Regions from separate parts of the Canis lupus genome. Here region 2 is linked to region 1. Evidence: chromatin contacts called from public Hi-C data. All regions are on one chromosome and are shown on one strand. Each heading gives the region's core, a stretch centred on a gene start, on an enhancer-like site or on the middle of the called end of the contact. The rest is flanking DNA. Distances are from core to core; before and after follow the strand shown. Region 1 has its middle 54 kb from the start of NCOR2. Region 2 holds the start of NCOR2 (nuclear receptor corepressor 2).

Region 1 (5,067 bases), core at 863-3,362:
GAAAATTCATGACATCAAGGGTAGCTAGACGTTTAGAAAAGTCGCTAAGGGAAATGTTCAGGGTGTCTTTCCTTGCTGGACTTTAAAAATAGTCCTGGGGAAAAATGTAGTCCTGATTAAGGATCCATCTGCCTGGGAGGTGTCTGCAACACTGAGGGTTCGTTATTCATTCATCAACAAGTGTTTGTTGAGCATTAATTATATGCCAAGCATAAAGCAGTCATTGAATCAAAAAGCAAGATGTGTCTCTCTATCCGTTCCAGGCCCCGGGCCGTGTGGGTTGAGCTGAGCCTGGGAGCTAGACACAGCCCCTTCTGTGGCAGGTGTATTTGCTAGCCACTGCTGCAGAACAAAATGCCCTTGAACTTACCAATTTAAACCAACCTAAGTATTTATCTCATGTAGTTTTTTTGTGTGTCAGGAATTCGAGAGCAGCTTCTCTGGTTCTGCTTTGGGGTCTCTTGTGAGATTGCAGGGAGGGTGTGGGCTGGGGCTGCCCCACCCAAAGGTTTGACCGGTGCTGGAGGAGCTGCTTCTAAGACAGCGCTCTTGATGGCTGTTGCCAGGTGTGTTAGGAACAAACCACCACAGCCTGGGGGGCTTAAATAACAGAACTTTATGGTTTCACAGTGTTAGAGGCTAGAAGTCCAAGGTCAAGGCGCCAGCAGGTCTGATTCTCCTGGCCTCCCTCGTTGGCTTGCAAATGCCTGTGTTCTTACTGTGTCCTCAGATGGCCTTTCCTCTGTGCATGCGTCCCTCGTCCCTCGTATCTCTTCCTCTTCTTACAGGAACAGCACTTAGGTTGGATGAGGGCCACCTCAACAGCCTCGTGTTAACTTCATCATCTCTTTGAAGGTCTCATTTCCAAATTCAGTCCCACTCCAAGGTACCGGGGCTCAAGGATTCAACACAGGAATCTGGGTGTACATGATACAGCCTAGAACAGCAAAGCTTGGGTCCTGGCTATTGGTGGGAAGCCCCAGCTCCTTCCTATCAGCCCTCATGGGAGGGTTCCAGCGCCCCCTTGCCTCCCAGCGAAGCTCCAGCCCCATCAGAGTTAAATCGTATCTTACAAGCCTTTGGATCTGAATGCTTTCCACTCAGCAGCTAGCCCAAGTCAATCAATTATTCATTCCACAAATATTCCAGCTCTGATGTGCCCAAGGAGGGTGCCAGGGAGGTTCTGGAGGTAGAACAGAGAAGCAAATGTCCCATCCCAAGGTGGAGTGACAATGGTTTAGTTGGTTTTTTTAAAGATTTTTAATTTATTTTTTTAAGAGAGTGTGCACCAGCATGAGCAGGGGCTGGGGGAGGGGCCAAGGGACAAACAGGCTCCCCGCTGAGCAGGAAGCCCGCCCCATGTGGGGCTCCATCTTGGGACCCCGGGAACATGACCTGAGCCCCCCAGGCGCCCCTGCAGTGACAATGTTTGCAAATGACAAGTTGCTGCTTGTGAGCCCATCATGTACCAGGCGCAGTGCCAAGCTCTTCGCACTGCATTCTCTCCCTGACCCCTGGAGGGGTACTGTTGTCACTCCCACTTTACAAATGATGAAACGGAGGCACGGAGCGCGTAAGGCACCTGTCATAAGGCACAGAAACGGCAGAGGTGGGGCTCTAACCCAGTCACCGGGGCTCCAGAACCCAAGATTTCCACCAGGACCTGGTCCTGCCACGGGGACCCTTTACGCAGAGTTCTGGGGCTGCCCTGGAGCCCAGCTCCACTGGCGGTGACTCTGTCACTCCGCTGGGTGTAGCCGGAGCTCCCTGGTTGCTGCAAAGGTGAAATGAAATCCTAGGGAGCCGGTCCTCACCTGCACTAAATCCCTTTCCCCCTCCCACTGGGTTCAAGGATCCATGTGATAACACCGATGAGAGAGGGCTCGGCGCTCCCCGCGGGGCTGGGGACGCCTCGGTGCGCACGCGGGCCGCTGCCACCCGGGCGCGGGCACAGCCGCCCAGGGCCCGCGGAGGAGCCCCTGCTTCCCGGGCCTCGGGGCGCCCGCCTCGCCCCCGCCGCCTGCAGAGCGAGCGGTGCTCACGTTCACACCCCGAACGCCACCACCCCTAATTAGACACAGAGGCACCGGAGCGTGCGGAGATGGTGGGAGATGGTTCCTGTTTAGTAGAAGTGTCATTTCGTCTCTGTCTCCCTCTCTCTGGCTGCTTCTGAGACTTGCTGGTGGTAACAGAGATCGGAAAAAAGAGAACGCCCACAGAAACACGTGCCCGGGGACCAGGCGCAGCGGCTCCGAGTGGGCGAGTGGGCGTGCGAAGCAGCAGCCAGAGCACTCACACACGCTGGCACACGCCGTGCGCTCACGTGGCCGCTCCCGACACCGGCGTGCCCTGCCTCCAGCACGGCGGGCCCAGCCGGCGCCCGGAGCCTCCGGTCCCGGGTTCAGATCCCGACTCTGCTGCTTGTGGGCTCGGGTCCTGCTGCAAGGGATTGACCTCATCCCGCTCCTCAGCCATCAAAGGAGGGTGGTTCCTTGTGATGACCTCACTCTCTTGTGCTCCTTGCTCTGCTCCTCGGGCTGACCCAGGTGGCCTGCATCGACTGGCCTCCTCCCCTCTGCTCTGGTGGAGGTTGACCAGTGAGGGCAGAGCAGAGGGCAGGGGGGGCGGGGGGGAGGGAGATGGGGGGTATTTACGTTGTTTTTTTTTTTTTAATTTACATTTACATAGCCTCATTTTAAGTATTCTGGCTCTTGCATCGACTCTCCTGACCTTCCCTGCTCTACGCACGGTGGGGGGAGGGGGGGCTGACCCTGAGGACTACATTACCCAGGCTCCCTTGCACTCTGCAGGGTTCAGCCAATGGGAGGCACCGATGGAAGCTGGCAGGCAGCAGGAGAGAAGTTGGGGTATTTCCCCCACCTCCCTTTCCCTCTCGCCACGTTTATACCAGGGGCTGTGTTCTTCTGCTGAAGGTCACTCCTCTCCTAAAGCTACAGCTCCCTCTGGGTTCCAGGAGCTACTTCCTCTACACGTCTTCTGGCAACAGCTCCCTGCTCATGCTAGCCTTGAGCACTGCATCATTCCTTCTTGATTTCCCAAACATACACCCTGCTTCCACCTTCCTACACTGTCCCTTCCATAAACTCTTCCAATTTTCCTGTTTGAGTGCCGGGACTCATTGAACAATGAGATTTGTGAAATCTCAGGTTGGATGAGCCAGTTACAGTGTTTGAACACACATTAGAATATTAACCACTAAAGCAAAAAATAGTTGGGTGTTCTACTTAACCTCATGTATGAGTGGTATTTGTGACACTCTGGGACATCATCATGGAAAAAATAAATAAATAAAACCTTTTACAGGGATAATCGAAGGTGTATTTGGCCCAACCACAGAGTCCAAATGATCACACATTCTATGGAGATGGGAGTGGGATGCAGCTTGTGAGACACAGTAGGGTATACGATGGGAAAAGAAGATGGAAGGATGTGAAGTCTGTATAAGTAGTCTGGGTCCTACCTAAAAAGCTAGATTCTGGTATTTCAAATAAGAAACTTACTATTTTTGCAAATAATTGCTTGTATGTTGCTATAACACTGTGCTATTCAGAATTCTTGCTTCCAAGTGACAGAGACCAACTAATGTGACTATATTAGTTTCCTAGACTGCCATAACAATGCACAAGAAACCAGGGGACTTAAAACCAACAGGAATTTATTTCCTCACAGATCTGGAGGCCAGAAATCTAAAATCAAGGTTCAGCAAGGACATGCTCTGATGATTCTAGGGAAGAACCTTCCTTGCCTCTCCTAGCCTCTTGGTGTTTGCTGGCAATTGTAGGCATTCCTTGGCTTGTAAACATATCATTCCAGTCACATGGCGTGCACATTCAGTGCATGTCTGTCTCGGTGCCCAAATTTCACTTTGCTATAGTGACTGCAGCCATACAGGATTAGAGTTCACCCTAATAGCCTCATCCTAACTTGATAACTTATGTAAAGACCCTATTTTTCAATACAGTCAAATTCTGAGATCCTGGAGGTTAGGGCTTTGACATACCATTTAGGGGGAAGGAACACAATTCAACTCACAACAGGGACTTGATTACCAAAAAAAAAGGGAAATTATTGTTCTGGCTATTAAGAAAAAAAATCCAGGAGTGTGTCTTCAGGTGTGGCTTGATCCAGGGCCCACTACCTTTGCAGGATTCCATCTCAGCCTCCCTATCTCTCTGCTCAGCTTGTTTCTGGCTTTATTCTCAAGCAATCTCTCTCCACCTGAGGGCTCCAGGTAGCTCCAGGTTTCTGTTCTACCAGCGGAGCTGCAAGAGTAGAATGCATTCTTCTTTCTCAGTTCTTCCAACAGATTCCTCAGGCTGACACTCATCTGTCTTGCTTGGAATAGATGCCCACTGCTGGACCAATCACAGAGGTCAGGAGATGGGACTACTAATTAGGCAGGGGCTACAAGCCCATCTCTAGGGGAGTGTGGGGGGGAGGGGGTCGCAAGGAGTCGGGTCCTGGCAAATCTAGTGGCCTGAGCATAGAAGGGTCCCCAAGAGAAGGCCAGGTGTGGTTACCAGAAACGGGGCTTGCAAGTTGTCCCGCACAAAGAACAGGTACCCACCAGATGCCTGGGGAGAAGGAAAAAGCCCACCTCAGGATGAACATCCACCGGTGATGACTTGTAGTATCCTGGGAGTGAGACGTTTGCAGTTCTCACTGCCTACAGAATGCATAGCAGACTTTCGCCTTGCTGGAACGTTCTTGAAGAACCAGTGTCTCCGCTTGCACTCCGGGGCTGCAGACTCCGAGGACACAGAGATGCACCGCCTATCAGGGTGTGCCTTTGGGATTAACCTTGCGATGAACAGGAAGGGCAGGAAGGAGCACGGGGAAGGCAGAGGGCAGCTCAGCCACCGCCACCCTGGACCGGCCTCCCAGAGGGTCCCGCGGGGCACCAGCGGCGGGGTCTTACCCTGTCTTCCTCAGCCCCCGGCTCCTCCTCCGACACCTGCAGCCCTGTCGTCCTTTTTGTTACGGGGGCTTCTGTACACCGCAGGATGTTTTCGCCAGCATCCCTGACCTCAGCCCCCCCAGATGCCA
Region 2 (5,067 bases), core at 1,472-3,971, 53 kb before region 1:
CCCCCACCGGGCAGTTGGTGGGGGAGTATTCCAGCCCAGGCAGCCTGAATGGCAAGGCACTGGGGGCCACGACTCCCAGGGGGAGTGGGGGGGAGGCTTTCCACTGTGCCAGCGGGTGAGTGCCAGTGAGCCCAAGCCCCCACCCCGTGCCCTGGAACAATCCCGCCCTCCCCGGCTAGGCTCAGGGCTTTCATGCAGCTAAATGCGTGTTTCCAGAGCTCTCAGAAATCTTTAGGAGGTGGTATAAGTGTTATTAATTGGGGGAAAAGAACAGATTATGCCAAATAAATCCTTTCCACGCAGGCGAACCCTCGACCAGGGAGGGAGGGGGATGCGCGCAGCCCCAGAGGGGGGTCTCCATCCCTCACCGGGACCTGACAGTCACATTACCATTTACATGGATTTATCAATAGTATTGATCCCGGAGCAAGCATAAATAGCTCAGTGGGAAGAGGCCAGGGCTGAGGCCCGCTGGCTCCCGCCCCCATGTCTGGGCACCGCAGATTCCCCGGGCACCCGGCGGCGGCGGCGGCGGCGGCGGCGGCGGCGGCGGCGGTAAATTTCCAAGCAGGGACAAGGCGGCTGGCGGGGAAGCCAGACAGCGCCCGGGATGCCCTCGCATCTCGGCGCCTGCTCCAGGACCTACTCCCGGACCTGCTCCCGGGCCTGCGTGCGCCCCGCCACCCGGCTCGGTCTGTGCATCCGCTCAATGGGCGGCAGGCAGCACCTGCCCCGGCTCCATCGGCACCGGCAAAAGCGGAGGGCACCGGTGGGGAGAAGGCGTCCTCCCTCCACCTGGTCCCCCCACTCCCCAGCAAGAGGCAAGACGGCCCCGGCTCTCAAGATTTCCAGGCCGTTGGATTAAAAGTCAAGTTTTAGAACCTAGTAATGGTAATTAATAATAACAAAACAGTGGTCATGGTAACATGCACACAAATACTACTCTCTGGTTCTCACAACAACCCTAGGGACTTGGGAATACCGTTACCCTACTTTGCAGCTGAGAAGACTAAGGCACAGACAGGTTAAGTAATGTGTCCAGGGTCACCCAGCCAGATAAGTGACAAAAGAAAGATTTGAACCCGGAGAAAGATTTGAACCCGGGGAGTTGAGTTGCAGAGTAGGCTGTCAAAAAGGCTCGGCTATCCCAGCTCACATCTCTTCCTTTCTCTGATTGCTTTCCCCACTCCATCAAAGAAAAAGAAAAGAAAGAAAGAAAAAGAGAGAGAGAGAGAGGAAAGAAAGAAAGAAAGAAGAAAGAAAGAAAGAAAGAAAGAAAGAAAGAAAGAAAGAAAGAAAGAAAGAAAGAAAGAAAAAAGAAAAGAAAAAAAGGCCACCCACGACGAGGTACACAACAATGCCCTGGGACGCCCTCCTAGCTCACGCCTGGTCCTGAGAGCCCCTTATATCAAAGCAGCCGCGAAGACCCAGATCTGGTTTTAAAAAGGGCAAAGTCAAGGCCACCGATAACACATCCCAACGTGCCCAGAACTCCCCCATCCAGCCCACAGGGATCCTCACCCCTCCCCCCCTCCCTCCCTCACACATCCTTCCTCCAAATCTGCAAAAAGGGAAAAAAAATAATCATAATAAAACCAGTTCTCACCAACGAGGGGGAGGGGAGGAGTAGGAGGGGGAGGAAAGGAGGAGGCTGAGCCCACTGCACAGATCCGCCTCCGCTGCCTGCAACCAGACCCTCGGAGAGCCGGAGCGCGCGACAGGCGGCGGGAGGACACTGGCTTCCAAAAAAATAAACCTACAATGTAAAAATACCGCCGGGCGCCCCACGCTAATTGGGCCCGGGCGACGGCAGCTCACAGGTACAGCCTGTCTCTCCCTCCCGCCCGCCTTGCCCTCTCTCTCTCCCTCCCTCCGGCTTTTTACTGCCAGCGCCCGGGGTGAGGAAGGCGCGCCCCACGAGTCCCCCCACCCCTGCGCAGGTCTCTGGGGATGCTCTCCCAGCACTGGGGCCTGGGGCCTCCAGGTCCAGCCCGAGTGGGATCAGCTCTGAATTCCAACTTCCCAAACTAGTGGCATCCCAAGTATCCGCACAGCCCGGGGGAGGGACCAGGAGGCGGCCCAATGAGGCGTCACCAGCCGCGGGAGGCAGGCCCAGACAGCAGGAACACCGGCCCGCGGGGGCGGGGGGGGCCGGGGCGCCTCTCCCGGGGGGACCCCCCACCCAGCGCCCTCTGCTCTCCCGCCCGGGAGCGGCCCCCGCCCCCCGCTGGCGGGAACCCGCCCCGCGCCCTCCCCCAGCAGCCAGGCCGGGGAGCGCCGGGTGCCATCTCCAGGGGCTCCCCAAGCCCGCGCTGCCTGCTGGAAAATAAGACGCAGTGTCACCCCCGAGCCTGGGGCTACTTGGGGAGGAGGGAGGCGCATGCGGCCAGGCCCACAGGGCTGGGCGCACGGCGGGGGGCTGCCCTGCGCATTTCCAGGGCGTCCCCCCGCGGGCCCACCCCACGCCACTTCCCCCCTTCCCGCCCCCTCGCAGGGTAGCTGGAGTTCCCCTAAGTTCCCCAGCGCCAGCGCCCCCACGCACGCGGGCCGCAGCGGCCACGGGGCGCCTCGCTCCCCAGCAGGCCACCCCCGAGAGCGCCAACTCAGGAGTGCAGGGGCCCCGCCAACTCCGCCGCGTGCGCCGCCCGACCTTCCCCGATCCCCCCGGAAGCGCGCCCCGCGCCTCCCCGCGGCCCCGACTCACCTCGCTGCGGTGGCGGCGGCGGCGCCCGGGCTCGGGGCGCGCTCTGGCCGCCCGGGCGCTCAGGCAAGTGGCGGTGCCGAACGGGCTGGGGGCGCGCAGCAGGCCCGGCCTCCAGCCGGGGCGCGATCCTCCCGCCGCCGCCTCCTAGGGCGCCTGCCCAGGGCCCCCGGCCCACCACTCGGAGCGCATCGCGGGGCGCAGGGCGCGGGCGCACGGCTCGGGCGGGGCGCGGGCGGACGCGGGGCTCCGGTGCGGCCGGGCCTGCCCGCGGCTCCGCTCCCCGGCGGCGGCGGCGGCGGCGGCGGCGGCGGTGTCGGCGGCGGCGGCGGCGGCGGCGGGAGGGGGAGGAGGGGGCGGGGCGGGAGCCCGGGGGGCGGTGGCTCGGCCTCGCAGCTCCCGGCTCCCCGCCCGCACCGACGCTCCCCGGCCCGGCCCCCTCGGGCTCCTTAAAGGGCCCGCGTCGCCTCCCCTGGCCCTGCGCGCACCCACTCGCGCGCGCTCACGTTGCCACGCGCGCGCGCACACACGCGCGCACACACACACACACCCTTACACTTGGGCGCGACGCCGTTTCTTCTAGCAGCTCCCTGAGGGAGGGAGGAGGGGGAAAGCGCCTCCCATCCCGCCCCCTCCTCCTTCTCCGGTGGGGCTTCGCGCCCTCCTCCTCCCCAGCCCCAGATACTTAACTGGAATCGCGTTTCAGCTATTAAATTATAACTCTAGAGTGGCCGTGCGTGGGGAGGGGGTGTGCAGGGAGGGCCACCCGCCGAGGCGCAGGGCCCCGCGCGGTAGAGCCCACCCCGGGGACTGCCGCGCGTCGTGGGAGCCTAACCTCTCAGCTGCAGACTTTCACACCCTGGGCCTCGTGGGACAGCAGATGTGCTCAGTGATCACACGAGGAAACTCACAACGCACCGCAGACGTGCGCCTAGCCCGAGGCATAGACTCAAGTGTCAGATCACCCACAGATAAACACGAGACACAGACAGACACAAGTTCCATACACGGGCAGGCACGCACACCAGAATGTCCTGTTCACCAGGGACGGCATTTTTGGCTATCTGTGCACTTGCCTTTCCACACAGTAGGGACTCAATAATGTGTCGTTGAGTGTACATCCATTTTGGGACCTCCGAGGACACAAATGCACAGACTAAATGCTGCAAGCTTGTGGTCAGGTACACAGGGACACACACGCACATCCAGGAGCACACCCTCACAAGCATGTGAGGTCACCTCAGGCACATGTACAGACACTCGCAGTTCCAGCAAGAACCTCTCTGGCCTCCCTGACAATTGTGTGTCCCGGCTCACCCCCTCCCAGGTGGCCCTCCCAAGCTGGAGAAGATTTTTTTTAAACAGCAGAGGGCACCGGGAGCCCCAGGCCTGGAGCCTCCCTCCTCCTCTCCTTTCCCCTAAGATGTTGGAGAGTTTGAATTTTTGTTTTCGGTTCAGCTTTCCTTTTTTGGAGCGAAGTCTCAGCAGATTCAGTTCTGCCATCTGCCAACATCTGAGAACCCCCAGGGGGTGTGGGGAATGGCTGCGGTGGGGAGGCAGCCATGCGGTTTCCAGGGGCCCAGGCGTGCCTCCTGCCAGCAGGCAGGGGTTGCCTGCCTCCCCTGTAGCAATTTGTCCTTCTCTGCCCCCTCAGGCTGCTAGTTTTCCTTTTATTGGGGGAAAAGAGGGAGCACCTGGGGCTGACAAAATCTGGAAAAAGGGGAAGTACATGTGGAGGGAAGAGGCACAGTTCACAGTTTGGAATGAGAAGGGGACATGGGTCAGTGGTCCCCTACCTCCCCATCCTGGCCTCACCAGCTCCACTGCCACCAACCAAACTGTGGGAATCCTCAGGCAGAAAGCCAGACCTGCAAAAGGAAGGCGGAGTCCTCCAAGGGGCCTGGGGAAGACAGGGCCAGGAGGGTAGGGTGGGGACTGGGCAGCCCTCCTTTTGCATCCTCCCTGCCCCTCCCCCAGAGTGTCACCTGAGAAGGCTCCTGAGATCTTTTTTTTTTTTTTTAAGATTTTATTTATTTATTCATGAGAGACGGGGGGGGGGGGGGGGGGGGTGTAGGGGGGGCAGAGACACAGGCAGAGGCTCCCACGCAGGGAGCCCGACGACGTGGGACTGGATCCGATCCGGGGTCTCCAGGGTCACGACCTGGGTCGAAGTCAAACCGCTGAGCCACCCGGGCTGCCCCGCTCCTGAGATCTGCTCTGGGATTTGGCACCAGAGGAGGAGGGTTTGGGGTACCTTCAGGGGTTCCTTTGCCCAGGGTCTGCCTCCCAGTGGTTCCCCAGGGGCTTTGGCCAAGGCTGTGGGCATAGGTGGTGGGGCAGGCAGGCCAGGCAGGGGAACTGTCGGC

Evidence for each region. A called contact is a pair of places that touch in the nucleus more often than the background predicts.
Region 2: a contact with region 1 is called in a Hi-C map of blood, with 2.1 times the contacts expected there. The contact joins the promoter of NCOR2 here to the enhancer-like site in region 1. A contact is called at or near these places in 3 of 9 Hi-C or Micro-C datasets (blood and skin fibroblasts).

Annotation. Positions count from the first base shown.
Region 1 is chr26:5,454,721-5,459,787 of UU_Cfam_GSD_1.0, reverse strand. No RefSeq gene overlaps it. Among named protein-coding and RNA genes, the nearest start is that of NCOR2, 54 kb to the left of the region's middle. Within about 2 kb of position 2,112, at least 2 of the 20 cell types and tissues checked have an H3K27ac peak or open chromatin away from gene starts, as enhancers often do. A contact at or near this core is called in blood, where this site is marked.
Region 2 is chr26:5,508,596-5,513,662 of UU_Cfam_GSD_1.0, reverse strand. It overlaps NCOR2 (nuclear receptor corepressor 2), which reads right to left and starts at 2,721. Exons shown (of 49, transcript XM_038574764.1): 1 at 2,705-2,721. It overlaps LOC119866135 (a long non-coding RNA gene), which reads left to right and starts at 1,689. Exons shown (of 3, transcript XR_005379098.1): 1 at 1,689-1,820.